2 separate regions of the Gossypium hirsutum genome follow, and region 2 is linked to region 1. A link is a contact called in public Hi-C data. All regions are on one chromosome and are shown on one strand. Each heading gives the region's core, a stretch centred on a gene start, on an enhancer-like site or on the middle of the called end of the contact. The rest is flanking DNA. Distances are from core to core; before and after follow the strand shown.

Region 1 (6,009 bases), core at 1,115-3,614:
TTTAATCTCTCCTGTCTCAACTGTTCTTCAAGATCAGTGTTGTTTTTACTCCCATTTGGGTACCCAAATGTCATATCAGTGACCTTGAAAAGTCCCATCTGCTCCTTTCCAGTGAAATCTTCCCCTGTTGTGCTTGTCTTCTTCACATGACTGGATTCGGTGGAAGAAGAAGAGAAGCTCGGACCGGAATCCGAAGTTCGAGGAGTCCCATGTTTCTTCCTCGGCACGTACCTTGTGGGGCCTAAAGTAAGCTCAATCTCGCTCTCATCTATGGATTCTAATATTGTGTTACGACCATAGTCTGGTTCTGCAACAACATTGTTTGACAGATGATCACCCTCAGCCGCCGGATGTTCCAAGTCAAGTCTGGTTCTTGTATTTTGATGCATATTGATATTTCCATGGTGATAATTATTCTTCAAGCTAAAGTTTCCTTTAGGCCGGCTGCTTTCCATGCTTTTCATCAATGTCTTCTGGATTCGATATAGACGATGCAGTTCGTACACCTGAAAAACAGAACATTGCTTCAAGCTTAGAACAACAAATACAGTTTTTTTAAAAAAACAAAATATATATATACCTGTTCTTTGAAAGTTTCTTCATGTTTTAAGATAGCCATCCTCATATACTCCTTATCGTACGGCCTAAGAAGATTCCCCATTGGAGTTTAATGTTGCTTGAAGAATACCCCGAATATGTAGGATGAATAGATTTGGATTTGGATTTGGGAAATGAATAAAATGATCCCTTCTTTCCCAAGAAATTTGATAAGAAAGTAGATCACATAACAATTCTGATAATCAAATCACCTTTTTACTATTCCCACCTGTTAAAGTGAGCCCCCAAAAAAAAAGCTGAGAATAAGGTTGTTGATTGGTAATGGATTGTTTATTATTGAGAGGAGAGAAGGGGGATGAATGGCATGAATTAATGTTTTTCCAGCACTAAAAATGAAAGTATGATAAACATCAACCACTTTTAGTTCTAGTATAATTTGTCTTCTTCTTCACATGTTCTTTGGGCCACCATTGATAAATCTTCCATACAAAATATCTTCCATTATGCAGCCTTGTCTATAGGTACATTATATATCACATGTGGTTTCAATGCCCTTCTTGGTTTCTTCTTATGTCTATTACTTTTTCTTTCACACATATACTAACCTTTATATAACCGCATTTACAAAATAATAATAATCCACTATAAAACAATCCATCTAAATGGATTTTCGGTACCTAATTATTATGAGTATACGAAATTAATAGGAGTGCAACACAGTTAGATGAGTATGTATGTATGTATGTTTTAAAATATTCATTTCATAGATTTAGATGTATTAAACTACACTAGCATCCATGAAAGAGTTGATGTTTAAATGAAATTACATACATTTTGTATGTGTGTATATATGAATTTCGTTTAATTAAGAGGAAAAAAATCATTACTTTCATGGATCTTCTTAAAGTGATTGTTTAAGAAGGAAAAATATGAAAGCCGGTGATAACAAAGTTTAACAGTAGGATCATCATATTCACCATGTTAAAGAGCAACTCCAAAAAGAAAATAATAAAAACCAAATGGCATATATATCAAACACACAATTGAACATCCAAATTCCTTGCTTCCGAAAGTCAAACTCAACCTAATATTTTATGATTCTTATCTCTTTTATCCTCTTCTTGTTGCAATGAAATCATGCATCAGAAAAGAGAAAAAAAAAGGGGAGGGTTGTAGAGAATTGAAGTGCATATTCTGACCTGATACAAATTCTTGAAGAGGCTACCAAATTATGAAGAATCACAGCAGCTAAACCAGTTGAAGTTGAAGAAGATGAAGTAGAGAGAAATTGAGTTTTGCAAGGAGAAAGAGAAATCTCGAAACCTTAAGTTGAGCCAAATCTAGGTTTTGAGAGAGAAAGAGGATGAGCTTGCTCTCTCACAATATTCCCCATCAGTATATACTGCAAACAAGGTCCAAATAAACTATAATATTTTGATATAAAGAGAGAGAGAGAGAGGAATTTAAGAATCTGGGGTGCATTCTTGGGTTTCAGGCATGCCAAACAAATGAGAGTGTTAATAGCCAATGCAATTCAAGTTTTGTGGAAGATGCCTAAGACAGGTCCAGCAATGCACTTCATTTATAAATTATTTTTATTAACATGTAACAGGATTTGCACATATCTATTATCTATATTTCTATATTAGGGTTTTTGGGGACAATCATCATAAAATAGTTGAGCTGCGTTTGCTATGGTGTGTGATTCACATGCACCCAAGAATTCTATATCCCTTCTAACAGTTGTCTCCTCCATTTTATAATTTTTTAAGAAGAAGAAGAAGAAGAAGAAAAAAAGGTTAGTGGAAACTGATATGATGAGGGAGGTGTTCATGGCCCCTCCAACAATTACATCCCTGCCGTACGATAAGGGTGGTTACCCTTAACAAAACCATCATAAATTATTCATCACACCCATAGCCACAGGATCAAAAAGATCTTGTTTATTTAGTATCAGATACAGATATCACAATTAACAAAAATAGCATGCAACCCAGATGATGATGGATCATTTGGATCTGAGTTGTTGGATTCGATTTTCAACCCCACATTCAAACAATGATTATAGCCGTTAATTAGCCATGTGAGGAAGGTTGTTGCCAAAATCAATCAAACATATCCGACGGTCCACATAACTGGATGAAATATGGTACACATTAAATGTACTTATATATGTATAACCTTTTATTATTATTATTATCATTATTGCATATGCAGCAGGTTTCTGGATATATAGAAGTATTTTATAGATCTCTCTCTCTCTCTCGTCATTCTTTTATTTGGGAAATTGCTTAATAAATAATTTATGTATTTGATTATTTGTCACTGTTGTGCTATAGCTGTACATGGTACAGACTGGAAGATGATCCCTTGAGGGGACCATATAAATGAAAAGATTAAATGGATTTTGTTTCTAGGAATATTTATCAATATAATAAAAATGAAATCTTATCAACAGCAAAGGATTAATGTGTTTATATTAATCATAAATTTAAAAATATTCATTATAATCAACCTGGTTTAATATAAATAATTTGAACAGTCAACTAAATTTGAAATTTGTCAGAATTTAACAAAAGTAAAATCCCATTCTTATCTTGAAAAGGAATCATAATTGGTGAAATTGTGTTTATTTATAGGAAGAAAAAGGGTGAGAATGGGGAAGCACGCGTTGCTGGTAAGGAGAGGTGCAACCGTATGGGGTGGTGGGTCCATTGCTGAAAAGGCTGAAGCAAGGGGCCACCCCAGAGGCTTATGTTCTTCTGTTGTCATTTAGGTCCCACCACCCACCATTTAAATAAAGAAATTAATTACTCTTTATGATAGATAACAACAAAAGAATTGTCAAAAATTTCAGGCTTCAACAGTATTCAGAAGGTGCAGATTTTTTAGTCAGCAAAATAGGGGTACATTTACATTTACAAGATGCTATCTCTCTGTTACCCCCACCCATTTGTGTTTCACCTTCTCACAAAGCAATCATCATTGATCCAAAGAACATCAGCATTTTTGCAGAATAACATATTCTTCAACTTAATCTCTGCTTCTGAGGATTATCAAATGATGGAACCTAAATTTAATTAAAGATTTGAAATATAAATAACTTTTCTGCACTTAATTGGGTGGGCTTTGTGGACAAAATCTTGCACCAAAGTTATAACACATGTGTCTGTTTGCTTTGATTCGGACATTCTATTTGATTTGATCTGATGAGTGTGAAACAACATGACTGATCAGTTTCCCCAATCAACTCTATCTTGTCGGATGAATTTTATCTCCATTTAACATGATGTAAAAATAATTTATATTTTTAATATTTAAATTTAAAACTTTTAACTATTTTTTTGTGTACAAAAAATTAACTGTTGGATATATATATATTAAATATATAGAGTATTTTAAATTGGTATGGTCGGTTTGAAAATTTACATGCATGACAAGACAATTGGATTATTAAAATATTAATTATTTAAATAATTAAGGAAGTGTGTAAAATTACTTTGTATATATATATATATTCTAATTAAAACTATATCTATCTTTACAAAACAAAAGATTAAATTACTCTTTTTTTTTTAAAATCATTTAAAAGATGGTCACAAATATAGTAAGAACTTTTAAAATGAGAACCATGAGAATTATTTTGTTTTTAACCCTTAGATCAAAATAAATTAATCTAAGCCTTAAATTTAATATTTAATCTACATTAAAATAAAGAGCACAACAACCAACCTTTTCCTTTTTTTTTCTTTTGGAAAAAAATTAGAAGTAGCCTTACAATGGGATTGAAAGTAAGAAATTAATGTTATCAAGATTAAGCAATTTGGGTATTCGATATTTACTTTTTTTGATATTTAAGATGTTTTTTTCTTGGTTGATGAAAAACACTCAAAGAATTTCATAAAATACAAATGAATACCGAATACCCAAAATTTTAAAGTGAAATTCTCTATAATTTTTTTAGGAAAGAAAAACAAATACCAAACACCCAAATTGCTTAATATTGGCAACCCTAATCTCTTACTTCCTTTTCATTGTAAATTTGCTTTCAATTTTTTTTCTTCAAAAAAAATTAAATGTGAAAGTAAGAGATTATCGAAATCCTTTTGTTCTTAAAACTTATATTACATGGAGAAAAAAAAAGTAGGGATTGTGCTCTTTATTTTAGTGAGTAGATTAAATCTTAAATCTAAGACTTAAATTTATTCATTTTGATCTAAAAAATTGAAAACAATTTGATTATCATGATTCTCATTTTAAGAATTCCTACACCTTAAAAGATTTTATTCAATAATTAGTACTAATCTCGAATCTTGAATTCAATCTTTGAATGATTTTTTTCCTATTCTTCTTATAAAAATGGTTAAATGATGATCTAAATCTAAAAACTAAGTGTAATACTAAATTAACTTGTATTAAACTTAGCAATATTTTATTTATTAAAAATAAAGAAGATTACATTGGTAATCACTCAACTATAAATAATTTTTTAATTACTCAATTATGAAAAATTATATAATAGTTGCTCAATTATTTAACTTTCTTTTTTCTTTTTTGGTTACCAGCAATTATCTTCTAATTTAACTGTTGTAATTTGGCAGGTTTAAAATTTGACATAGTAGCAATTTTAACTCTCAATATTTACATAATGTGAAATTTGATCTTTTTTATAGTTTTGCTTTTCTTTATGACATTGAGGGTTAATTTTAAAAGAATAAAAAAAATAAAATTGTTATGTTGGATTTTTAGGTGTTTTTATTTTTTATATATATATTTTCAATCAAATTTAGCTCAAAGGTAAGGCCAAAAATTTTCTTTGGACGAGCCGAGATAAAATTATAAAATATTGGAGGAGTCAAGGTTGTGTTAAGATGCTTCCATTACATTATTAAATTTTTGAGAGTGCCAAAAAATGTAAAATTTTCATTTATTCAAAAACTAAAGGATATAATTTGAATGATTTATATAATGGGATGGGCTAAATGGATATTTTCCCATTTAATCAAGGGGCCCTTGCCTACTCCCTTGGCTTTGCCATTGATTTAGTTGATAAATTTATTTAGCTTTTTAGGTGAAAATGTCATAAAGAAAATTAAAATTCTAAAAAAGACCAAATTACACAATATGTAAATGTTGTGTATTAAATTTGTTAGGACTAAATTGACACAATATATAAATGTTAAGGGTTAAAATAGTTATATGCTCGTTTTAAAAGATGTCATGTCACCTTTCCGTTAATGATTTAATAGCTAATGACCAAAAATAAACAAAATCGAATAATTGTGTGATCATTTTGTAACTTTTTTATAATTGACTGACCAAAACAAAAATTTACCCATAATTAAGTGATTGAAAGTGTAATTTACGTGGGAAGAAAGAGTTATAAAACAAATAAATAATGATTTAATGTATAAGAAGACATGGAAACTGCATAAATTGTGATTTATTGGA
Region 2 (6,975 bases), core at 606-3,105, 510 kb after region 1:
ATTTATTATTGGATAAGTTATATCATATGTCACTAAACTTTAATTAATTTTTAATTATTTTAACTGAAATTTTAAAACTTGAAAAGATACTATTAATATTTTCGGATGATTACAAAATATCATTAAACCGTTTACTGATAACGGAAACCGTTTACTGGTAACGGAAAAATGATTTGACTTTATTTTAATACTAAAAATTATTTCCTTTCTTTTTTAATATTAAATTTTTTCTTTTTCCTGTTCCTCTTCTTCTTCTTCGCATTTCCCTTCCCTAGCCAACCCTAGTTGCCACTGGTTTCACCACCATCGATGGCTTTCATCGGCTGTTCTCTTCATGCTGCTCTTACGCACCATCCCATGCCATTTTGTGCCTAACGCATTGAGTCCACCGACCTCCTCCTCCTTTTTCATCTCTCTTAAACAAAGTTCAGTCTTTTTATTATTATTATTTTTCTAATTTCAAAGAAAACAAACAAAATTAGCCAATCAAGTAAAAAAGCAAAATTAATTGATGTTTTTGATTCATTGGGTCTGGGTTGCCCAAAGGGTGTGATATGGTGGCAGCTACTGCACTCCCTGTCGCTTTTCCAGAAAAGCTAAAGAGGAAATTAAAGATAAAATCATAAAAAAATAAAAAAAAATTTATGGAGATCTAAAACAACAAAAAAAGAAAATCAAGAAGACAGAGTCTTTAAAAACAACAAAAACATTTTGAATGAACTTTTTTCTTCAAAGAAACGTCATGCTTCATCTAGAGTGAAAAAGAGAGAAAAGAGACGAAAAATGGAAACAAATAGAGAAGAAAAGGCTAACATGTAGTAACCAAAAAGAACCTTAAATATGAGTTGCATAATGCTTCCATGTTTTCTTTCCCTACCGTAACAAAAAACAAATTAGAAACTTTGCAATAATAATAAAAAAAAAGCACATAGAACTCCACCCATTAGTTATACACCTTCTTCCTCGGGGTTGTCTTTCATATGCTGAAGTCAATCATATTCTCTTCATTTTCAAGCTTAAATGTTGAAAAAGAAAAAAAACTTCAAACTTTGATAGGATTAAGGGTTGGGGCTAGGCTTATCGAAATCAAGGGATAGTCTTGGGAGATCCACCGGTGGGTTCGATGTCCGAGGAAGCCACTGGCGATGGTGGAATCGGTGGCGGATAGGGTTTACTGGAAAGGGAGATAAGATGGAAAGAAAGGAAGAAGAAGAAGAAGAAGAAAGGGAAAAGAGAGAAAATAAAATAAGGAAAAAAAGAAAAAAAATAAAAATTTAAAGTGATATAACTTGATAATATTAATGATATTTTTATAATAATGCGATAATGTTAGTAATATTTTTGTAAGTTTCGAAAATTCGATTATACAAATTAAAAATTAATTAAGATTTAGTGGGATATGGTGGAGTTTACGTTTTGTTATTATATCAATAATTAAAATGATGAAAATATTACTAGGATTAAATTATTTTGATAAGGATGATTTGAAGAAACTGAGAAAATATTTTTACCAAGTGGAAGAGAAATTAATCAAAAAGAAAACACTGAGCAGACCCCGCAGCCATAGCCGCCATTTCCACTTCCTCCCTTTTTTGTGATGATTAATAATATTCTTTTATTTACTGCTCCCATTTAAATTTATTTATGACAACATTTGTCACTAGTCTTAAAAGTGGGAGAAAGGGAAGATACATGGACAGACAAAAGAGAAGACAGAAGAAGAGAAAGGGACTTCAAAGCACTGAATTATTAAAAACAAAAAGGAAAGTGTTTGAGATTCTATTCTAGAGAGAGAGGGGGGGAGTAAATAAAAAGGCTTTTGTTTTTTTATAAAATAAAAATATTCCCCAATTCATTAGTATTTAAGAGGCAGCTTCAACCCGATTGTTTCTCCGTCGATGAACTTCTTCTCAGTATCTCCTCTTCCTCAAAAGCAAACCTAACATACAACAACCTCTGGTTTCCACAGACTTCCTAAGCTTTTTCTTCATTCGTGGTGTCTTGCAGAAGTGGTGTCCGTTGTTCTTTACTTGTGCAATTGAGAGTTAAAAAGGAAAAATCATGGGAGATGACAAGTGTGTTTTAGTAATAAGAGAGTTTGATCCGAGCAAGGATTTAACAAGTGTAGAAGAAGTTGAAAAAAGATGCGAGGTTGGTCCCAGCGGCAAACTCTCTCTCTTTACAGACCTCTTAGGCGACCCTATTTGCCGGGTCCGCCATTCCCCTGCTTTTCTCATGCTGGTACTGTATATGAAATCCCTCCTCCCTTTTGTCCCTTTTTTAAAAAAAAATTTAATCTCCATTACTAAATTCCACTATTTATCTACGTATAATAAATACAGCCTTTAACATTACTATTTTCTGCATCTTTGTAAACAAGCAGGTGGCTGAGTTAAGCTCCACAAAAGAAATAGTTGGGATGATTCGAGGTTGCATTAAAACCGTTACATGCGGCAAAAAGCTTTATCGCAATGGCAAAAGCAATCATCCCACTAAACCCTTCCCTGTATACACCAAACTCGCTTACATTTTAGGCCTTCGGGTCTCCCCTTCCCACCGGTATTTACTATAACTGCCCCAACAGATCATTTTTAGTTCGTTAATACATTAGTAAATGAATTATTTTGATTTCTTTGTTGGGTTTTTTATCCACAGGAGAATGGGAATTGGGTTAAAGCTGGTCCGTGGAATGGAAGATTGGTTTGTCCTAAACGGCGCTGAATATTCCTACTTAGCAACGGAAAACGACAACAAACCTTCTGTTAAGCTCTTCACTGATAAATGCGGTTACTCCAAGTTCCGTACTCCTTCTATTTTGGTTAACCCCGTTTTCGCTCATCAACTCCCCGTTTCCAATCGGGTCACTCTAATCAAGCTTCCGCCGTCCGACGCTGAGTTGCTATACCGCCGCCGGTTCTCCACCACCGAGTTCTTCCCTCGCGACATTGACTCGGTTCTTAATAATAGACTTAACATTGGAACCTTTTTGGCCGTGCCACGTGGAGGATGTTACACGCAAAAATCTTGGCCCGGGTCGGATAAGTTTTTATCAGACCCGCCAGAGTCGTGGGCTGTTTTGAGTGTTTGGAATAGCAAGGACGTGTTTAGGCTGGAAGTTCGAGGGGCGTCGAGGATGACGAAGGCGTTGGCTAAAACGACAAGGATCGTGGACAAGTTATTGCCGTTTTTTAGATTACCCTCGATCCCGGAAGTGTTTAGGCCGTTCGGTTTGCACTTTTTGTACGGATTGGGAGGGGAAGGTCCACGCGCGGCCAAGTTTGTGAATGCATTGTGTGCACACGCGCATAACTTGGCTAAACAAGGAGGGTGCAGTGTGGTGGCGACTGAGGTGGCGAATCTTGAGCCGTTGAAAATCGGGGTCCCACATTGGAAGAGTTTATCATGTGATCAAGATTTATGGTGTATCAAGCGACTCGGGGAAGACTACAGTGACGGGTCTGTCGGTGACTGGACTAAATCACCCCCTGGACTTTCCATATTTGTAGATCCCAGAGAATTCTAAAATCTAACCCACAAAGAAGAAAAATAGTAGTCACTCTCTCTCTCTCGTCTTTCTTTTACAAATAATTTTTGGGAAGATAAAAAGAGGGAATTAGAAGATATGGGTCTTTGTGTGAAAAGGAAAATGAATATCCTCTTCTTCTTGTTTTGGGCTGTAGATATGTTGGTTTTTAGTAAATGGGATGTGGCTTTAAAGATCCTGTAGTAGCCAAACAAAGCCTTAGTTTTAGAAGTGGGGTTGAATATCTTTTTAGAGAATTTTCCTTTTAGTTGTTCCAATGTTTAAAAACGGTTCTCTCGATAGGAATGAGAAGAACGTATAATCAGAACATACTTGAAATATAAATAAAATAAAAAGGAATCCTTATTATTTTTCAGAATAGGAATAAAAACCTTATAAATCTCTATTAATTTAAGTAATCCGGACACATTTTCAATTATAACTTTTTTGGATTTTAAAATATAAATTATTATGAAAGTGTAGAGATTTAGTTTTTTTTTTAAAATTGATATTTGAGCATAAAAAATACGATTATATGCTTTTAGATAGCGACACGACTACCTCTATCATTGTTTAATGTGGAAAATATTAATGGAGATCTTAGTATCTTTCTAATTAAAGGGGTGGTGGAGAAAGAAATATGAAATTCTCTCCCTAACAACGAAGAAGAATATCCATTGTGAATTTTTTTTGGGTTGGGATGAAGAAGAGAGTCTAGTCTGTATATAAAATATAAGAATGAGAGATTAATGATATGGGAGACTTTGTCTTGTAGCTGCTATGCCTTTTGGCTTTACTTTTATTTGTTTTTGGAAGGCAAGATTGAAATTCAAACTGAAAGGAATAGGATAGAATGTACCATTTTTTTTCTTTTTAACCTATTTTGTCTTTTCTCTATTTTTGGTGGTTTGAGTTTGGAAGCATGGGCCACGTATGAGGATAAATGATTCGATTCCAACTTCCATTTTATTAATTGGATGTCAATCCAATTAATTATTATTACTATTTTTATATAAAATATTACACATGTATTTGAATTTAAGCCTCATTTTTTTGATTTTTTTAAATATTTATAGGAGTGAGTAAACTATACTAATTTTATAAAAATGTTAAAAATCTTTGACATCCATGGTTACAATATTTATTTTTCTTTAAATCTCATTTAACAGTTAAATTAATAATTTTAGCAATAGAAATATCTTGTTAATATAACTTCAATAATTTAAGATGTAATTAGAATATGTAAAGTTTGAGGACCAATTTAAAATAAAAGTTATAGTTTGGAGATGTATGATATAATTAACTCTTTATATTTTAAAAAGTTTGGATGGAAAACAAATATATTTTAGGTAAAGGAAAATCTAAAAAATTTTTTTGGTAATAAAAAACCCCAAAATTCGATTGAACTAACCACCAAAAAGAAGTTTATTGAGTTGATTCGATTGATTATTTCAATGAATCGAGTTAGATGGATACGAGTAATTTATTAAATAGGTTATGGATTAGATGAGTTCATTGAAGAATTAGATTGGATTTTGGTATGTACACTATATTATAATTATGGCGACTGTTTTATTGGATCCAATAATTTGATGATGAGTACGTACCTAACAAAAGATCCATGTCTTTACTAATATATATATATATATATATGTTTAAGTGCTCTTCAATTTTTGATAAAGTTTGTCTACCATTTTTTTTGTTTTGTTTGATAATAAAGCTTTTATTAAGGATTATTAATCATGTTTGGTAATATTGGCGGCAACACTCTCTATTTGTCAATAAAGTGATGAATCCAATATTCATCTCAATAAAAAAACAAAACGAAAAAGCCAGTTTGGTTTATTATTTTGGATTTGATATAACTAATTATTATCCAACATGTAATCATGATACATCATTTCCATTCCAAAATATAAATCTTGCTTTTATAAATAAGGGGGAAAAAAGAAGTTTTAAAGTTGATAAAAACATACTGATTTTCAAAAAGATAAAATTATGGGAAAAAGACATCAATACTTTTTATCATATATTGTTGAAAAGAAATTATAGGACTTTTTTAATTCCTAAAATTAATAAACTCACGTATATCGCGTCTTTTTTCTTTTTTTTCTTTTTGTGTATTTTCATATCAATTATGTAAATATATAAGTACAGCATAGATTATTAAATATATTGACAGTCTTTTTTTATATTTAATAACGGTATTATATCCAAAATTAACATATAAGCCTGCAAATTTAATCCTTAATATTTGTCAACCTCCTTGTCCAATCCCTACTTTCTTTCCGCATTACACCTAATTGCAACATTAAGCAGACATGAAAATACAGATTAGTTGATGAGTGATTGCAAAATTAGCCCATAGCTTGTCCATTTAATTTTTGTTTGCAGATGTTTAGATTGATGCAATACACCAACAGCCACAAACTTCAAAAGCTTTTTTGAGCTTAACTTGATCGCATTCGACAAAGGGTTATCGAATATATATATACTCGCGCGCACATATATATAAAGTAGTTTAATCGTTATTTTCCATACTTAATTATTTTTTTATAGATTTTGAATAAATTAAAAATATTTAATTATTTATTTTATTTGAAAATTTTTCAGTGATTAAATATATATAGTTATAGATTGATATAATGATAGAAATATTTTATATGTATGATAAATATAATTATATTAATAAATTTATTTTTTATTGTTAAAATATTAATAATACAAGAAATTATGCAAGTAGAAGAATATCTGATATTATCTTCCTTGTTTCTAATTTTTCCACTTAAATAATGACTTTCGCCATTGAGAAGGTTGATTAATATAAAAGTTAACAAGTACAATTTAACGAAAAGAAGCTTTAATTAGGGGAAAGTAGGTATATACGAAAGGGTTAGGCAATTTTTCTAACACATTGGTTTTCATTTTTTTTAAATAGTAAAAAATCAAATTATAAATTTTTTTTGGTAAATTATAATAACTAGATAAAATCTGAACAATAAACGCAACTAGTGCAACTTGAATCCAAGTCATACTTAAGGCAGTAAACACTTTTAATCATCAAGCCATCACATGAGTTTATCAAATTACAGATTTAAACGTTAAACATATTAACATATATAAAGTTTATATTTGAAATCATCTTACAGACTACAAATATCATCATCACCATAAATACTTTAATTATCATTTTAAAAACTAATGGTAAAAGAATGTCTGTAATTTTCTTTTAATTAAAGACACTTAAAAAGTTGTTTTGTGAGAGTGGTTTAGGTGAAGTGGAAGGTAGATTGACAGCAAGTTGTGGTCAAACTTGGCCCACATTTTTTTTTCCATATTTACCTTTATCTTGATTGTTCTAAATCCAAGTCAATAGCTACATGGCCTAATACATTACCCCATAGTTATTTAAGCCTTTTCTTTACTGTACCTCTTTTATTTTATCATGGAAT

What was found. Hi-C and Micro-C count contacts between places; a contact is called where the count stands out from the background.
Region 2: a Hi-C map of leaf shows a contact between it and region 1, with 2.5 times the contacts expected there. The contact joins the promoter of LOC107913277 here to the promoter of LOC107913270 in region 1. A contact is called at or near these places in 3 of 34 Hi-C or Micro-C datasets (all in leaf).

The regions. Positions count from the first base shown.
Region 1 is chrD11:27,629,586-27,635,594 of Gossypium_hirsutum_v2.1, forward strand. LOC107913270 reads right to left here and starts at 2,365. Exons shown (of 2, transcript XM_016841803.2): 1 at 581-2,365; 2 at 1-506. The coding sequence starts at 661.
Region 2 is chrD11:28,137,376-28,144,350 of Gossypium_hirsutum_v2.1, forward strand. It overlaps LOC107913277 (probable N-acetyltransferase HLS1), which reads left to right and starts at 1,856. Exons shown (of 3, transcript XM_016841810.2): 1 at 1,856-2,241; 2 at 2,384-2,559; 3 at 2,656-3,719. The coding sequence starts at 2,062. The coding sequence ends at 3,523. It overlaps LOC121223058 (a long non-coding RNA gene), which reads right to left and starts at 1,243. Exons shown (of 2, transcript XR_005920403.1): 1 at 956-1,243; 2 at 28-873.